Linked DNA regions of Muntiacus reevesi: region 2 is linked to region 1. The links are chromatin contacts, called in public Hi-C maps. All regions are on one chromosome and are shown on one strand. Each heading gives the region's core, a stretch centred on a gene start, on an enhancer-like site or on the middle of the called end of the contact. The rest is flanking DNA. Distances are from core to core; before and after follow the strand shown. Region 1 holds the start of LYSMD3 (LysM domain containing 3). Region 2 holds the start of ARRDC3 (arrestin domain containing 3).

Region 1 (2,700 bases), core at 170-2,669:
TGGTAAAGAACCTGCCTGCCAACAGCGACGACCTAAGAGATGCAGGTTCGATCCATTGGTCGGGAAGATCCCCTGGAGTAGGGCATGGCAACCCACTCCGGTATTCTTGCCTGGAGAATCCCAGGCACAGAGGAGCCTGGTGGGCTACAGTCCACAGGGTCGCAGAGAGTCGGACACGACTGAAGCCACTTAGCAGCAGCAACTCCATGATTCACTGAGAAACAGTATATCTGTCTGACGATCTCCACTCCCCTTGTACTGAAGTAACGCAGGCAGTAGAATACCACAAACTGGATAGTTTGTTTCTGAATAATCAAGAGTTGGTTGTGTCCCTAATTGACATGAAAACCTAGACTCTGGCCCTGGCATATATAATTATCTCAGCCAACTATATAAAAGATTACAAAGTACACAGTAGTGAAGTCATCTGGCTCAATTCGCTCCACCTGTTACAGTTCTCTTAAGGCAGGACAGAATGCACAAATGCCTCCTTCAGAAAACTGAAACAAGCCTGCATGCTGTGTAGATTACAAGAACTGGCAAAAAAGTAACCCAATGGACCCCGTGTTAAAGCACTCATCAGCTCACTCGGTAACTGAAAATTATTTCCCAAGGCCTGCGTGCTCTATAAATGCTGTTGGGTGTTTTCGCTTTGACATTCCTTAAGCAAGCAGCAATAAAAGGGCCAGAGGTCACAAGCTACTTCAGCACTGGAAGAGTATCAGAGAGACTGTTTTCTCAGGGTCAATCGAGTTTCTAAAAACTTAACTTCCCTCCTCCTCCTCTCCACACATCTAGTTCTTTTTTCTTTCTCTGTTACACCTAGCGAAGGTTAAACCTCAGATCCCTATGTTGTCATCGCACTTGGGACGATGTGGACCAGATGCTGTCAACGAATATTCAACACAAACACGAGGTTGTGGGAGAAAGGTGTCTAGTTGGGAAATCTGCTGCTCCGGGATTCGGGCAGGAAGAAGCCTTTCCTCTGAGCCTCAGTTTCCCCGAGAGTGTAACAAGGGGCTTTGGGGGAGCTGGTCTCGAAAGTCTCCGCTGCCTCGAAGTCTCTTCCAAGCGGTGCCGGGGTCCGAGCTCCCGACAGCCGGCCCGCCACATCTGCGGCCGCTGGGTCCGCGCCGCCTCCAGCGAAGGTGCAGCCGGGGCCCCAACGTCGCCGGCCGGACCCGGTCACCCCCTACCCCCGCACCCACCTCTGGCCGCCATCTTTACCTGTCCCGTTAGCAGGGGGGACTCAACGAAGAGACCGCCACCAGGTCCGCCGCCGCCGTCCCGGGCCAGTTCATGGCCAAGCCTCCGTCTCTGACTGCCCCTGTCTTCCACCGTCGTCGCCGCTGCCGCCGCCGCCGCCGCCACCACCACCAACGTCTCCGCCTTTCGTGCCGTGCGCCGCCGCCACGTCCGCAAACCTGCCGTGCGTCATCGCGTCAAGTGGGCGGAGGTGGGATGGGACCAGGAGGAGGCGGAGGGCGGGGGCGCGAGGGCGAGCCCAAGAGCCCTGGACTCCCTAACCACAAGCCGACACAGGCGCGCAGGCGCAGGGATTCCGCCGCAGCCCGGAAGTCGGGTGCGGGTTCCAGCCCCGCCCCTGAAGCCAGCCCCGCCCCTGAAGCCAGCCCCGCCCCTGAAGCCAGCCCCGCCCCTGACTCCTCCCCTCCGATCCCGCCCCTTCATTTTCCCCAGTACATAAAAGCTTCAGGGCCAAGTCCGCAGCCTAATCCAGCTATTTGGGCAGACGTCGTGTAGTCGTCTGTTTCTTTCGCACAGCGTAGGCAAAGACTCGCTGGAAAACACTGAGGGGGCGGGGGAGGTACCGAGGGTTTGTGAGGGTTTGTCCGGGGCTGCTGTGCATTTCCTCTTTGCCTCTGAAGGTTTCTGTGGTGTGGGGAAGGACGCCCCAAAGCATAGTATTGACATCCATATTTTAAATTATTCCATGCTTCTTGCTCTTCGAACTGAATCCTCTCGACTCCTGCTGAAAAGACAAAATACTGGAGGAAAAAAAACCCTTGGGCGGCGGCGGACAATTGTTTCAGCCTTTATATTCTTAGATGAGGAAAGTGAGCCACCTAGAGTTAGGCCCCATAAAATGTTTGCCCTCGAGCCGGGGTTTTCAGGCCTCCTTTTCTCAATTAGACATGGCTGTTTACAAATGGCAACTTAATTTGTTTGGAAAATTAACTGAAAGCCTACCACGTTTGTTTTGGAGGCAATAAGATTTTAGTTTGTTAAATGACAAACTCATGACATCATACATGGTGCTTCTCAGAAGTTTACTGAACGAGTGTAATAACGTGTTTGAATTTATGTAAATAAGTGTAAAGCGTTTTTAATGATGTGCGTAATGTCTCCCAGTGTTGACGTTAGACTTTACACTTTGACGACCAGGCTGTTCTTATGACAATATGCATTTTAGACCCAAACAGGCAGGGTGCAGTGTACTTCCTTGAGGAATGTCTGAATATTTATGCATCATGAAGTCTTTGAAGCTTTGTTTTAGATTATTTTCAAAGATTATATTTTCTGTTTTCTGGGAAGCGCCTCAGTAAAGGTTAGGAATTCTGCATTGCAATATTTTTTCTTTTATTTCTGGAGATAGGCACTGTGCTCCACAATGCAACAAAAAAAACTGGAGTAGAAGAGTTAAAAAAAAAAAAAAAAAAACACGTTTTTTAAGTTTGTCGG
Region 2 (2,700 bases), core at 29-2,528, 770 kb after region 1:
TACTTTTCAATTCCATTTGACTGGCAGGGGTTTCATTGAATCCACGTTCCAAAGTTAGGCATGATGCTCGGAAGAGAAAATTTCTGACCCTAATGACTTCTAAAACTGATTTTTAACACATCATCATGATAGGTGTTGTCCTTTAAAGTAGAGAACGCCTGATGTAAATTTCTGAAGGAATTGGAAAGAATAGGGAAAAAACACGTGGGGTGTTGATACCATATGTCAAAATAAGCCACAGAAACCCTTTATTAAAGAACTACGGTCAATTCTTTAAAAGTCTTTTGCGTGTCAGTATTAAAAAATGAAAGACACCTATTAACCCACTTTAAAGTGTTATTTCTTCATTGAAGCTTAGTTTTTAAGATCTCAGGTTGCAGCGTATAAGGGGAAAATCTAATATTGGACTGCAGCTTTTAGCAATTCATTTGAAAACATATAAGTAAAATTACTGAATCGGTTTTAATTTATATGTAAGGTTGAAATGGATTCCAAATGCGTATGGCACAAACCAAGCCAGGTATAGAGGTAGTTGAATAAGTGCAGTTTGCAGTCACTTTGCAGATGCCTGCATGCGTTACGGCTTAACACACGATAAATGTCAAGGAGAATACAAATCTAACTTTGCTAACCTTTATCAAACTGCTATATGTTTCTAGGAGCAGGATTAGTTTAATTCAGAAAAATCGAAAAGGTACTTTCCAAAGAAAGGTCTAATAATTTCTTAACAATGTTAAAAAAAAAACTTACCTCTTTCGTGTCCAATTAAGATGTCTTTATGGTTGAAATATTCTACTTCTTCAGTGTAATTCTGTGTATAGGCAGTATTGGAGCCGGCGTTTCTCGATTCGGTCCAGCGTACTTTCGCATGTCCTCTTGCATGAATTTTAAGAGATTTTACTCTGATTTCCCCCGTAACTTCTAAGTTCACCCTTCCTGAGACTGTATCCCCACTAGAATACACAGGGACATTGCTGTCATTAAGACAGTCAAAGCTTATTGTCAAACTCTTTACCTTTCCCAGCACCATGTTTATAACAAAATCTATAAAAAATATAATGTAAGACAAAAAAAGTCAAGATCACATATACGATGTGATCCTCACTTAACACTGATCGATGTCTTTGCCGTGCAAAAAGCTTGCAGGCAGATCAGCGATTCTTTACAAATAGTTCATTGAGATTTCTTAAAAAGTCAGGGCAGCACAGAGGCTGTTGGCTGCTCCGCGCTCCTGCGAGTCTCAGTGGTCTCCTTACAAAGACGGGCGGCTGGAAGCTGCCAGCTCACTTTAAGAGGCGCTTTGTGAAAAACAACCCCGGTGCGCATGCGCACGCCGCGGCTGCTGTCGGCCCTCCCAGCGCGCCCCCTCCCGCGCCCGGCTCGCTCCCTGGCTCTTTTGCTCGCTCGCGGGTACAGTAGGTGTAAGCCACGGGAGGAAGACACTGGGGCTGCCGGGAGGCTGAACCAGACTTCTCTGCATTGTGGCCTCCTATTGGTAGGCAGGCTACCGTAAACCCTCGATGTGCTAGCCGGAGTCCCTTACCGAGCACACTCTAGTAGAAAGATGATGGCCGAGGGGGCCACCGGGGGACAAGGTTTGGGTGGGGAGCTGTTTGCAAAGGCCAGTAAGGATAAAACTGCTGAGTGACCGGCCCGAAGCGTGCGTTCCCGGCACTGCAGAGTTTTGCCCACTGCCTGGATGGGAGGAGGAAAAAGTGATGTGTGTAGAGAGATGGGGGAAGGGGAGAAACCGGTTGGGCAAGGGCTGGTCGCTGAGCATAATCTTAACGAATTTCAAAAGAAAGAAAATGTAATAAAAACCAGAGAAGAGATAATGTTCAGTAGCCAAGAGCATTCTTGGCTTGGGTTTTTTAAAAAAAGACCAGTGCCTCGTAGGCAGAGTGGAAGTGACCCAGTCGAAACCTTAAAAGAGATTGCAATAAGGAGTAAGGAAGAGAAGCTTCTATAATTTAGTACATATTTTGCTTTCTCCTCCACTGCTTTCTCTTCCATCTCTTAATTTGATAGCAATGAAAAACAACCAAGATGTCTGCTTGATGACACCAGGGGAAAAAGGTTTGACCACTTCCTCGAAGGAAGAAGCCATCCTTTTTTTGAGACACCACCTACAGCTAGATTTGCGGGGTATGACATGATTGCAATTCCTGTGTCCATAGGGTTAAGAATAGGAATTGGTCTAAAAAAGTACCACCTTATAAAAGGCAGCATGACATAGTGTTTTAGCTGACACAATGTTTACAGCAGCATTGAAAAATCATTGTTAGAAGTTAGTGAAGCCCAGAGGATGGTTTTTTTTTTTTTTTAAAGAATGATTTGTTATATAACTAGGACTTAATTCTGTGAAGCTTTAATTTTAATTTTCAGCTTTGGACTGTTCAACATAATAATTCACATAATACATCTATCTTAAGGGCAAGTACATTTGTCTATTGAGAATGTTTTGGTAACAAATTGGAGTGCTTTGGTGTATCACATGGGAAGCAAGGCTTAACAGCATAAAATTATCTAGATTGTATGGAGTCAATGAAATTACCTGTAAGAGAGAAATGGGGAGAAAAGAATATGAATCTCAAATTATGTATACATAACCAAATACTCTTTGGAAGATTTTTGTGTGTAAACCACTTTAAATTATTTTGTGCAGTGTATTTAAATAGGATGAAATTCTAAATCATGACC

Evidence for each region. A called contact is a pair of places that touch in the nucleus more often than the background predicts.
Region 2: a contact with region 1 is called in a Hi-C map of muscle, with 5 times the contacts expected there. The contact joins the promoter of ARRDC3 here to the promoter of LYSMD3 in region 1. A contact is called at or near these places in 2 of 3 Hi-C or Micro-C datasets (blood and muscle).

Annotation. Positions count from the first base shown.
Region 1 is chr1:266,284,361-266,287,060 of mMunRee1.1, forward strand. It overlaps LYSMD3 (LysM domain containing 3), which reads right to left and starts at 1,420. Exons shown (of 3, transcript XM_065935977.1): 1 at 1,228-1,420.
Region 2 is chr1:267,050,340-267,053,039 of mMunRee1.1, forward strand. It overlaps ARRDC3 (arrestin domain containing 3), which reads right to left and starts at 1,279. Exons shown (of 8, transcript XR_010664416.1): 1 at 751-1,279.